Regions from separate parts of the Gossypium hirsutum genome. Here all the other regions are linked to region 1. Evidence: chromatin contacts called from public Hi-C data. All regions are on one chromosome and are shown on one strand. Each heading gives the region's core, a stretch centred on a gene start, on an enhancer-like site or on the middle of the called end of the contact. The rest is flanking DNA. Distances are from core to core; before and after follow the strand shown.

Region 1 (4,492 bases), core at 1,398-3,897:
TTTACGTGATTGTCCTATTGTGATTAATTGGGACGTGGCAGAGTATTTACCTTGTCAAGTGGTTCAAGATTTCTTTTCGATACCTTATGTTTTACGTGATTGTCCTATTGTGGTTGGGACGTGGCAGAGTATTTACCTTGTCAAGTGGTTCAAGATTTCTTTTTGATACCTTTGCAAGTCTGGATTATTTGAAATTTATGTCACTTCCAGGACATTGTCATGGCAAGAGTTAGTTGGTATGTGTTGTTTAGGGCCAATTTAGCATTGCTTCTAAACAACACTTTTAGGACAAAAAGTACTTTTGAGATAAACGTATTGCTAAACAAGATGCTTTTGAGCTTTTTAAAATTATTTTTTGGGACAAAAAAAAAATGCTTTGCAAAAGCACTTTTTTAGCCAAAATCAAAAGCATAAAATTTTAGCTTTTGTTCAAAACTATTTTTTGGTCCAAAAGCACTTTTGAGAAACAACGCTAAACTAAGTGTGGGTTTGGATGGATGGTACGGTGCGTTTAGTTTACTTTTTGTCTCACATTACAGTATCACTACAGTATCTAATCTCACCACTACTGTTGTTTTTACACTAATCGCAGGTAAACACACCATCCATCCAAACTCACCTTAAGCCTTAGTGTTGTCTTGTGGCATTTATGGAAATGACAGAACTAGTGTGTTTTTGCTAATGGTTTGGTTTGTTTTGGTGATGTTGTCAAGAAGAGCTTGTCATGGGTGGGCAAAGAGTATAATAGCTGTGGGTTTGGGAGATCAGAATCGGAAGGGGTTGGCATTTGGCCGAGATTGGTTGGATACCATCGGTTTTAGTATGTATCAAAGTAAATTGTGATAGGGCTGTGGATATTTTAAGTGGTGTTGCTTCAGCCAAGGGTGTCCTCTGTGACTGGGCTAACTGTTGGCTCATGAGGTATACTCGATTTATTGGAGTTAGTACAGAGTTGCAGGTGGAACTATAGGCAATTTATTGATGGTCTTCGTACTGCCTGGGAGGAGGGATATAAGAACTTGTTGATTGAGAGTGATAATTTGTTGTTGGTTCAGCTATTTACAATGTGTCATTAGATATTAAAGGTTTATTTTTAATTTTTTATTAAAAATAACAACACCAACCCAATAAAAGAGTAAGGGTCAAATTTTTTAAAATCTTATAACGATTAGATTTTAATGGGTTTGTATTTTTTTAATAAAATATTTATAATTTTTTTATAATTTTATGAATTTTAAATGATTTTTAAATTTTAAAAGGGCTTTATTCATTTTTTTTAAAATTGTTACTAAGGCAATTTTGATCCTTTAGTCTTAGTAGTTTCAAAAATTTCTAATTTACTTCTAATAAAATAGTAAGGGTCAAATTGAATAAATATAAAAATATTAAGGGCCAAATTTGTTATTATACCTTATATATAAATACCAAATTTTAACATAGGATTGTTTTGCTTACTCATCTAACGTAAAAGAGCTAATTTACCTATGTTTTGAATAAAAAAACTAATATACAATCTAGAATATAATACATGAAATTTGTGGTGCTTTTACCTATAAGGTATTGTGTTTATTGTTCATCTCTCCGAAATTCACTAACTAGGATTTATGTTTGTTCGCTTCTGAGTTTATGTTTGATTGTATGATTGTTGTGAATTAGTATCATGTGAATTTGTAATAATGTAATTGTGTTTTGATTGTTAGTGAAAACTTTTCATATATCTGATTACCAGTTCAAGATTTCTGTATGTTGTCTGTATATTTATATCTATAATTTTCGATTTACTACTTCATCATTTGCCTTCTGTATTTGTTTCGAAATCAGAATGAGCTTGTTTAGCTCACCCCCTTTTAGTTTCCTTCTCATGTAACTCGTGAGGTTAGATGTCGGAATCAGCAAAATGAGGGTCTATGAATTTCTAGTTTTGATTGGAGTTTTAGATTAAATTTTTATAAAGTTTGATAATATGTTTTCATTGGAACTGTAATTAAATTTCATAGGATTGTTGTATGAGTTTTGAATTTCGGACTTTCATTAAGTTTTGAGTTTATGGTTTTTGAATTAAACATGTGATGCCATGCATAAGCTTTAGTAACTGAACACAATTTTTCAACAAGATAAATAATTTATTTTTCCAATGTAAATTTATGATTTTAAGTTCGGTTATCAAAATTTTCAAACCTATTTTGGTTGTAAAAAATTTCATTCATTAAATATGAAATAGGTTCTAAGAAAGTTTTAAGCGAAAATAAGTTTATCGTGTGCAAAGAATTTTGGCAAAATTCATTTTCGGTTTAGTAAGTTGCATTTTTGAAAAGAATGTTGTACTTAAAACAGTGTTCTGTTTTGAGCCTTTTCGGTGGCTAATGTGACCTCAAAAATTCGGTCGAAACGTCTGGGCCAGGTTTTAGGATGTTACAAATTCTTTCTCCCTATGGCCGACCCTTCTTTCAAGGAAAGAGGGTGGATGACTTTGTTATTTTTAGCTAGTTTCATGCTTGATTCATGGGAGAGAAACTTCAAATGAGGAGGGGAGTTGAACAGTCACATGGAGAATTTTTATGGTTGATTTTAGATATTCTATCAAGTCTTGGGTGGCTAGCTTGGGCAACTTTATGGACGGTTGGGCCTTCTCCTCCTTAGTGGACGATTTGGACTCCTATCTTCTTAGTAGGCTGTCCATTTGTTGACCCAATTCTTAAGCTAGGTCAAAAGACTTTTCAAGGCCCAATATTTCTTTAATTGGGCATCCGAAGCTAATCATGAATCAACCCTCTTCTTTATGACTCATGCGATGGTAATGCTACAGCATTGGACATCCAAAAGGTGAGCTTCAAGATTGTCTTTTCTTCTAATGCATCAAACTGTGTCAACTTGGAAAAAAAAGTAAAATTAGCATGTAATAGGTAATCATTAAATTGTTTTTAATTTTATCCTACTTTACAAATTTATAGTAAAACCACAAATTGTTGTCAAAACACTTAGAATTTGCATGAATTACTTGTCAGAAAGTGTTGTAAATGTTTATATATTTCAGAGTTATCACACCCCCAACTTAATTCAGTACTCGTCCTGAATAATGATATATGCTATCTTACATTAGAATTCAAGGAGCCACTTCTGCAAAAATGCTTTCAAATGAAATAAACCCTTCCCATAGTCATCTGTTTAGCAAAATTATGCTCAAAAATAAAAACTTCCTGTTGAACTTGGGGTTTAAGTTGCTCACTAGTCCAGATTTATATTGGGTACTTATTTTAAGGTGCAAATATAATTTCCGGGAGGGATGCACATTGAGTATTTTATAAGTCATACTCGTCTTTTGTTTGGAAATCGTTAGCATATGTTTGGCAGCACGTACAAAAAATTATTTGTTGTTCTATTGGTGATGGTAGGTCGATACTATTGTGGTTTGATACTTGGATTGAGGATTTGGGGCCTCTAGTCCATCACTATCGTGATGTAGTGGTTGCAGGCGATAAGGTTATGGTGTGTGCTAGCGAAGAATGGGATTAGGGACGGTTGGATCTCATGCTATCCTAAGAGGCTATTTTGCGCATGGTTGGGGGTTCGGCCTCCTCTTGGTGCAAAGCCAGATATCATTTGCTGGTGATAGTAATCGATGAGGAAGTTTATGGTGGTTGAGACGTATAAGTAACTTACTCGGAAATTATGAGGTTTGAGGGATCCTATTTAGAGGGTTTTATGGTTGTTGTAAGGACGCAAAGGCTACGACATTTTCTATGGCTTATGGTAAGGGGGATGTTGCTAATAAATGTTGAATGGGTGAGGCGTGGTATGGCTGATGACCCAAGTTGTTGTCTGTGTGGGGTGGTGAAGAGGCTAACATTCATGTTTTACGTGATTGTCCTATTGTGGTTGGGACGTGGTAGAGTATTTACCTTGTCAAGTGGTTCAAGACTTCTTTTCGATACCTTATGTTTTACGTGATTGTCCTATTGTGGTTGGGACGTGGCAGAGTATTTACCTTGTCAAGTGGTTCAAGATTTCTTTTTGATACCTTTGCAAGACTGGATTATTTGAAATTTATGTCACTTCCAGGACATTGTCGTGGCAAGAGTTAGTTGGTATGTGTTGTTTAGGGCCAATTTAGCATTGCTTCTAAACAACACTTTTAGGACAAAATGCACTTTTGAGATAAAAGTATTGCTAAACAAGATGCTTTTGAGCTTTTCAAAATTACTTTTTGGGAAAAAAAATGCTTTGCAAAAGCACTTTTTTAGCCAAAATCAAAAGCATAAAATTTTAGCTTTTGTTCAAAACTATTTTTTCGCCCAAAAGCACTTTTGAGAAACAACACTAAACTAAGTGTGGGTTTGGATGGACAGTACGGTGCGTTTAGTTTACTTTTTGTCTCACATTACAGTATCACTACAGTATCTAATCTCACCACTCCCGTTGTTTTTACACTAATCGCAGGTAAACACACCATACATCCAAACTCACCTTAAGCCTTAGTGTTGTCTTGTGGCAT
Region 2 (4,492 bases), core at 1,226-3,725, 190 kb after region 1:
AAGATGAAAATACTGGACATTTCCTTGGGATTTGAATTGTTCGTGTGAATTATGTGCTGATGATAGGTTCAGCGCATGGATTGATAGTATGGATCACTCAGTTTCAAAATCGGGGAAAAAGAAGAATAAGAAAAAATCCACTCAGTCAGAATTTTACAAAAAAATAGATGGAAGGAGATCCAAATATTGGACCACTTGGTAAAGACAATGGTAAATTTATTTACCTTGTGGATTATTCAGCTAAATTGCCATCACCAGTCCAAGAAACTCCTCCAAAGCTTTGCAATTCTCCTCCTACTCCAAAACCTCTTCCTCCACAAAATTTTGCATCTCAAAGAAAACCAAAACCTTTTCCCCAACCATGTTATAAAAAGATAAACAAATGGGTTCAGAAAAATCCTTTGCCTGAACCAAAACCAATTCTCGTCGTATGTATGTTACAACCTTTTTCAGGAATATCATATGACAAAGAATTTCCACCTCTTGAGGAATACACTGAAAAGAATTATACTTATGCACCTGAAATCCCTTCCAAAATCCAAATTGACATTTCTGCTGCATTTGCAAAAATAAATGCTGCAGAAGCTACTCTTAACTGGTAGACTGAAAATGCTTTGACTCAGAATCAAACCTTGAAAAGAATTGATTCAAAGATCTCAGCTGTTGAAAACAAAGTTAATGACAATACAAAAATGGTAAAAGATCTTATCAATCTTTTGCAAAAAAGATTGGATGTTGTGGCTAAAGAGCCAACTGCCCCAGGACAAGATTTCTTTTGTCATTTAGCGTAAAGAGAAAAAGAAATCCAAAATCTCAAAGAATAAATTAAAGTGCTTTAAGAAACTGGCAAAATCCTAGCATCATCTCCACGATCAGAATCAGTGGAGTTGTTTCCTTCGATTCATCAGAAAAATACAATTCCAGCTGAAAGATTTCGTATTACCTTTCCAAAATTTCCAGAACGGACTAAACCTAGTACCTATGAAATATTTCTGGAAATCAAAAAATAAGAAGCTGAAAAGAAAAAGAAGAAAAAAGCCACTGAAGAAGCTGAAATGGCTAAAAGGAAGAAGACTGTCAAGAAGAAATTAGACTTGGCAAAAGGCCAGTAACAGACAAGTCTCCTCCAAAATCACCTCCTCCAAAACAAGCTTCTAAGTCTCTGATGATTCAACAAAACCAGAATCAAAATCCATTGACAACTTTTTTAAAGGATTGTAAGGATTCAATGATCCTAAAATTTTCAGCTTTATAGCTCCAAGAGTAACAATCAGACACTAATATTGATTGGTTTGATTCAAATTCATCATCAGATTCATCATCAAAATGTCAACCAAAGGAAGAAAGCATTTCAAAAGTTTTACAAACCCAGCCAAAGGTGGAACAATCAGATGACGAAGATATGTCAGAAGCACCAGAATTATCTTCATCACAGAATCGTCCTACACAAAAAACCTCTATTGGTAGAACCACCTTTGCTCTTGATGATATTCCACAAGAAAAATGGCCAAATAGAATTCAAGAATTTCACTCATGGCTTGAAACTCGTAAGCTTACTGAAGAAAGCAATTACAATATCCTTATGGAATTTGTATCCAGGTTTATTAGAATGTTGCTAGATTAGTGGAATTCAATTAGCCAATAAGATCAAATGCAATGTTTAGTCCTCCAAGACCTTGCCCAACCAATACGACGAGAGTTTTACAAAAGAAAATGTTGCTCGTATGGCAAAAGAGACCTAGCAAAGCATTTTAAAATAATGACTAGATTATTTTGTGCTTTAGGTCTTAATTCAAATCTAAAGCCCGTAATTCTTTCATCTCTTCCGAATCCTCTCCAGGTTGCAGTCAATCAAGCTCTCCAAAGGCAAAATAAATACATTCTTCATTTAACAGTTGGAGAAATCCAACAATAAGTTTTTATTACCTTAGAAGACATTTGCAACAGGAGAAAAATATTCAAAGACTATCTCCATGGTGACAAGAGGATTGATCGTGCATGTGATGAATCCTATTTAAAATATAAATGCCCTAAAGACAAGTCTTGTGTCTACCGTTCTAAGAAAAATAAACATTTTCTGAAATATTCTTTTTCAAAGAAAACAACTTCTTCAAAATGGAAGAGAAAAAGGCCACAATAGAAGTATCTCAAGAAGAAGCGAGAATCAACAAAGTCTGATCGTTGTTACATTTGCAAGCAAAATGGGCATTATTCAAGAGATTTTCCAAGAAATAAGAAGAGGGCAAAAAAGATTGTACAATTGATTCAACAATCAGGAATAAAGATAAAAAAGAAGATGATATATAGTCCGTTTGTTCCATTGAAGATGAACCATCAGAAAGGGCTATTTGTGCTATTCTTGCATATCCTGATGAAATCTCAGATTCAGATTCAGAATATTCAGATGTTCATATGCTACAAGCCCAAACCCAAAAGGACAATGGCAACATGATACCAGTTCCCTGTATTCCTGTTAAAATCTATTTAGACAAATATAGTAAGCCCATTACTGTAATTGCCTTTATAGATACTAGAGCAGCTGAAACCATTATGAACCCAAATGTTTTACCCACAAATTGGTGGAAGCCACATGTCAGGTACTTTAATTCCACTGCAGACCATCCTTTTGCTACCCACTTGATTAGTAAGCCTATTACTATTCAGTTCTTTCCAGGTTGTGTTAAAACTACAGTATTGGGTTCAAAACTCCTAGAAAAAGATATTGTAGTGGGTTTTGACCTTTACACAAAAGCTTAACACTTAAGGGTCCTTCTTGATGGAGTATGTTTCAAAAATCTGTTTCAACCTTTTGTCTCCATACCTAAACTTTTCTCTATCTAGTCAGAAAAAATTCTCCAAATTGTCCAATAGCTTAAAGAAAAATCTTATGCAGACTCTCATTCAGAATTCCAGCTTAAATGTTCAAATCCTTTATGGAAAAATTTTGAATTCTTTATTACCCTTCAATTTAAGAAAAGTGAAGGCATAAACTCAACAAAAGCCAGTCATATGGGTATGAATCTAGATCATTTGTTGCTAGCAGAATAAGAATGCAAAGAGCTTCAACAACAAGATTTAATTGAGCCATCAAATTCTCAATGAGCATGTGAGGCTTTCTATGTAAATAAAATATTTAAACAAGCCAGAGGAAAGTTAAGATTGGTTATTAATTACCAACCTCTTAACCATTTCCTTAAAAGATGACAAATTTCCGTTACCAAACAGAAATTCTCTTTTCTCCAGTCTGGCTAAAGCAATGATATTTTCAAAATTCAACCTCAAGGCAGGATTTTGGCAACTAGGAATCCACCCAGATGACAAATTTAAAACAGGGTTTTGTATTCCTAACAAGCATTTTCAGTGGAAAGTCATGCCATTTGGATTAAAAACTACTCCTTCATTATTCCAAAAGGCAATGATAAAAAATTTCCAACCTCTGATGGAAAATGCGTTGATCTATATTGATGGCATCCTTCTTTATAGTCCAAATGAAGAATTTCATGTTCAACTTCTGGAAGAATTCAAATTCCTCATTCTCAAACATGGGATAATGCTCTCAGAAAAGAAGATGCAAATCAATAAACTAGAAATTGAATTCCTGGGAATGACACTGAAAGATGGACAATACTCTCCAAGACCACATATTGCACAAGAACTTCTTAAGTTTCCAGATGAAAACCTGTCTAAAAAACAAGTTCAACAATTCTTAGGGATTGTTAATTATCTTAGAGACTTTATTCCTAAGGTTTCTAAGTATATTAACCCTTTAAGAAATATGCTTAAGAAGGAACCTCCAACATGATCGTCTCATCAAACAAAAGTTGTACAACGTCTGAAAGAAATGTTACAAAATTTACCTCCACTCTAAATTCCTTTTGATGGAAAACGAATTCTACAGACAGATACCAGTGACAAATATTGGAGTGTAATATTATTTGAGGAAAAACAAGGAAAAAGACACCTTTGCGGATTCAAAAGTGGAAGATTTTTTTAAGCCGAAATTCATTACCATTCTACCTTCAAGGAAATCTTGGCAGTTAAAAAAGGTATCTCAAAGTTTGAATTTCATCTTGCAGGATATCATTTCCTTGGTGAAATGGACATGTCTTCTTTCCCTCAAACGCTCAAGTTTAAACAAAAAACAGTCTTACACCCTCAGCTCCTTAGGTAGGCTGAATGGTTTTCCAATTTTCTTTTGACACTAAACACATCAAAGGAAAGGACAATATTCTTGTTGATTTCCTTTTTAGGCCTAAAACTGAAATATTTGCTTTCAAAAGAACCTTATCTAGTTGGCCTAAGCCTATAATGATGTATAGGCCATCCTCATCATCTTCAACTTTACCTATCTCTTACCCAATCACCCCTAACCTTAACTCAGAATTTCCATTAGAAGTCATGAATCTTGTGCATCAAAAAAACCTTTCATAAAAAGACCAAAGAGATGATGTTTGAATATCAATTTCAGGTCTTTAAAAATTTTTGGGTCCTT
Region 3 (4,492 bases), core at 1,210-3,709, 190 kb before region 1:
AAAATACATAACCAGCATTGCATGAGGAGCTGGAAAACAAATGCCAATCTTTTTGTTATTTGATTGTATACAAGAAACTTCACAAAATTTTACAGAATCTTGGACTGGGGACGAAAATGAAATTAAAAAATTTATGAATATAATATGAAATACGATCTATCTCCTATATCGAAACCTTAAAGAACACGAAAGGGAACTCAAAAAAGAACAGAAAAACAGACAACGGAGTAAGCAAAATGATGTCAATGGCATAGAGTTCATGAGGTCATAGCTTATTTGTAGGCTCCCATGCCGACACCGGCCTCTCCGCCGCCACCGTATGGCCGGAAGCTGTTTTCCCTAGCATTTGAGTAGCAAATATAGTAGAACTTATTGACAATAGCAGTCAAGAAAATGAAGGCAGCCCCTGCACCAAACACTCCCTTCCTCAAAGTTTCACAAGACGGTGGCTGCTCGCTGAAGATGGTCCGGTATTTTGTGTGGTATGCATTCCGTACTGATCCGGCCAACAAACATATCTCGGCTATTAGGAAAAATAGCCTGCCATACACATGCAATTCAAAGAATGAGTGAAACCATTCAAATATGTAAAAACCATAAATTTGACCTAAAGTTGGTTACATACCAGCAAACAATGAAAAGGATGACTGCCCAAGCCCTTGAACCACTAGGGTTCAAAGCCTTTCCACAGCAAAAGCATCGGCTGGCAACCATTATAAGGACTTGGCTAGCCATGAGGAACAAAAATGCACCAACACCATAGCCAGTTGCTATGTCTGAGTTATACACACAATAGTTGTATTGAATTTCATTATCCTGCACAATCTTGGCCTGCCATTAAACATATACCCAATGTTAGCTGCTTTGAGTTGAAGCGGAATAAAAAATCCTTCTCAATAATCATGTTGGATATATACCTTTGATCCCGATAAAATTATCATGGAGACCCTTATATTATGAATCAGATTGCATTTTATCTCCTCTACTCAGAAAATAAACAGATTAATTCCTATACGTTAGATTAAGGAGCAAATAGGTCTTTCATGTTGAAATTTTTATCCATTTTAATTGTTAACAACTAACATAGCAAACGTCACATGTACCTCATGCTGACGTGCAAAGACTAGTTTTTAACGGTAGAAATGGATGGAAACTTTAACAGAAAAACCAATTTACTCTTTGATCTAATGCACAAGTGCTAACTTGCCCATTTTTTAAGTAACAATCTGACTCATAATACAAGAGCCTTCAAGATACTTTTACCCTTTGATTATATATTAGAATACTAGAACGTGTTAGAAGATCAGCTATCATACTTTATATTAAAGTATCATATATGGTACAATAAACAAAAAGCAATATCTTGAAGCTTGGTTGTCAATAATTTAGTCAACATCACCGATTAGATCATAAAATATTGTTTCAAAAGATGAAACAGATTGGCTTCTAAATCTAGCAAAGACTAGTTCTTCCATTAGACCCTGGGGTGAAAAGCCAGTGTGATGGGGTAAATTTATAAAAGTTTGGGGTTCAAAGCTAAAGAATTTATAAAAGCTCTGTATTAAAATGGCTTAATTGATTTTTTAACTTCTTGAGAGGAGCAAAAATGTAAATTTTGAATCTAACAAAGGGATTAAATTGAATCAATAACATTTTGGAGCGGCTAAAGTTAAAGTTGAACAATTTAACCAAGGGGACCAGGCACCTTTTTTAAGTTAGTGAAAGAGGATCAAAACCATAAACTCAGATCTATTATTTTTATAGAAATTCAGCTGAGATCTGGTGAAGTTCATACACAATTCAGAATTATAAAATGATGGAATCAATTTCCGTTACTATTTGATTAGAAAGAGAATACATATATATGTATGTGCATGTGTATATATACAGGCACACAAAAGATCAAGCTTGAATACTGTGTTTCTTTTCTTTCCCTACATCGATGGAAGCTCCAAATATCAGAAAATTCTTACATGAAACAAAAAGCGCAGAAAGCTAAAATCAACATTTACCGCTTTTTTTCAAACAAAAGAACTCACTTTCTTTTATTTTCCTTAGTTTTCCAGAAAAAAAAGGTTGCAAACTTTCAGTATACCCAGAAATCGTATGAACTAATTGTAAACCAAAACAATAAAAGAAAGTGAAGGGGAAAGTTAGCAGACTTACAGTGCTTCTTCTTTGCTCAGCTGCAACAGCTAAACCAAAAGCAATGAGATCAAGAACAAATACAGCAATCAAAAGAAGCTTAGAAGCCATGGATGAATATATGGAAAGCTAAGTTCAAGAACCCCAAACAAAGGCTTCTTCTATTTTTCTCTTTGCTTTGTTCTTTCTCTTCCTCAAACTCCCCTTGTAGCTAAATATGCAAAGGCAAATGATTAAATTTGAAGGAAAAATATGTAGTTTTTTCTTTTTAATGTATTTTCAATAAGAAAATGACACATCACCTTAACTTTGAAAATGGGTTTTCACCTCTTTGTCAAAAAAGAAAAAATTTATTTATTTCGATTTTATATATTAATTGTAATTATATTCATAAATGAGAACAAAAATAACTTTAAAATATTTAAAAATTTTGAAAAATTATAATAATAAATTTAGTTCGTAACATTTATATTTTTTTTGTAGTTTGATTCTTATTTTTTTAGTTGAATTAGATTATTAATCATTTAATAAATGTCAAAATATTTTTTAACGAAAATGCTGATTAAAATTTAATTCATTTAACAATGTTGGTATGATAAAATACATGATAATTCACGTGTATTTCATGTTAATATAATATTATGTCTTTTATATATTACATTGATAAATAATTTAAAAATCATAAAAAAATTCAACCAAATAAAGTTTAAAAAATTAACATGAAATAAATATGAATTGCTCGCGATATTTAAAAATTTAATATTTTAATTAATGTTTATGTTAAAAAAATAATTATTCTATTTTTTAATGTTGATGATTAAATTTAATTTTTTTAAATATTAAATATAAAGTTTAATATAAAAAATAAGAAATAAATTAATAAAAAATATTAAAATACTAAATTTATTATTACGTGAATAAAAATAGATTGTAAATTACTGAAGGGATGCTTATTGGGAAAGCAAATGCAGTTGGAAGGGGCATTTTAGGAGGGTTCGAGAAAGGGAATAAATACCCGCTATAATTAACTGCCCTTTTTGGAAGCCCTGGGCGTACAACATTTTACAGCATGCGGTACCAACATCTACAGCTTGTATTGCACGAAACGGAAAGGGTGATTCCATTGTTCATGATAAAGAATTGATACCCACTAAAATAAAAGTACGTTTTGTAATGTCAATTTCCGTTTTTGTTTTCAATTTTAAATTAAATTAGAAAACTTCTTTTCTCATTCCAAATATTTAATGAATTTACGTTTTAATAATTTAATTTTAAAAAGTTACAAAATAATTATTAAACTATTCAAAAAAAATTATTTAAGTCACTAGGCTGTTAAGTTTTTTTTTAAAGTTCACTTAGCAAGCTCCAATCGATTATTCGACTATCAATACAGTGAATCAGTACTCATTGGTGAATAGAATATCATATCTTAAATCTAAGTCGACCTAGTGGTTAGTATCAGAGATCAGATTTAGATTTTGGCTCACAAATTTGTAACATTCAAAACTATTTAATGAAAAAATTTAACTGTAAAAGAGAAGGGGAATTAGAGAGCTTTTGATTTGTGTAAGTAGTGCGAATAGAGAATGTCATATAACAATTTTACAATCCAACGACCTAAATGAAAACTTGTTGAAATTAAATAACCAGAATATAAATTTACTAATAATTTAGTGACTTTTGAGTACAATTTACCCATTTTTATTTTACAAAATATAGAAAGGAGAACACAAATATACTTTAACGTGTTCAAACTTACGTTCTCTTATGCTGACAATAATGTGAATATTAACTAAGTTAAGACCCAATGAATAATAAATTAATATATTTATTTTTTAAAATAAATATTAAAGTTTTATGTATATAAATGAAAATATTTTATGTGTAAATTACATTAAATTTAAATGGATATAAAAAATTAATTAATTAATATTATAGACAGTATTGATTGTATATTTAATATTGTCTTCATCGTAATAAAATGACAAAATTGATGGGGAAGAGAGTGTCGGTGAAGAGAACTAATTGCTTTCACCACGCAAAGGCAACAACTCATAAATCAACCTTTCGTTTGTTGGACACGTGAAAACAAAAATATTTCCCCTTTAAAGTTTTAGATCTACCACGTGACTAAAACGACGACGAATGGAGATTGCGTATCGCTGCCGACGAAATTAAATTTGTCATTAGAAACTACAGAAAAAAGGCTTCCTTTCGTTGGCACTGAATACAGTCTGGATACAGGTAATCATTCTATACCATCTAACCAATAAGCTTTTGCCACGTTGGATCGTTAACATGTGTTAGGCCGCTGAGAAAATGTAATGTCTTGACTTTTGTCAAGAAA

The links. A called contact is a pair of places that touch in the nucleus more often than the background predicts.
Region 2: a Hi-C map of hypocotyl shows a contact between it and region 1, with 1.8 times the contacts expected there. The contact joins two enhancer-like sites. A contact is called at or near these places in 8 of 34 Hi-C or Micro-C datasets (callus, hypocotyl, leaf and 1 more).
Region 3: a contact with region 1 is called in a Hi-C map of leaf, with 2.5 times the contacts expected there. The contact joins the promoter of LOC107903550 here to the enhancer-like site in region 1. A contact is called at or near these places in 7 of 34 Hi-C or Micro-C datasets (anther, callus, hypocotyl and 2 more).

The regions. Positions count from the first base shown.
Region 1 is chrD05:61,266,549-61,271,040 of Gossypium_hirsutum_v2.1, forward strand. No RefSeq gene overlaps it. Among protein-coding and RNA genes, the nearest start is that of TRNAR-ACG, 30 kb to the right of the region's middle. Within about 2 kb of position 2,648, at least 4 of the 9 cell types and tissues checked have an H3K27ac peak or open chromatin away from gene starts, as enhancers often do. A contact at or near this core is called in hypocotyl and leaf, where this site is marked.
Region 2 is chrD05:61,458,751-61,463,242 of Gossypium_hirsutum_v2.1, forward strand. No RefSeq gene overlaps it. Among protein-coding and RNA genes, the nearest start is that of LOC107903540, 6.9 kb to the left of the region's middle. Within about 2 kb of position 2,476, at least 3 of the 9 cell types and tissues checked have an H3K27ac peak or open chromatin away from gene starts, as enhancers often do. A contact at or near this core is called in hypocotyl and leaf, where this site is marked.
Region 3 is chrD05:61,074,859-61,079,350 of Gossypium_hirsutum_v2.1, forward strand. LOC107903550 reads right to left here and starts at 2,460. Exons shown (of 3, transcript XM_016829631.2): 1 at 2,167-2,460; 2 at 626-831; 3 at 1-540. The coding sequence starts at 2,256. The coding sequence ends at 273.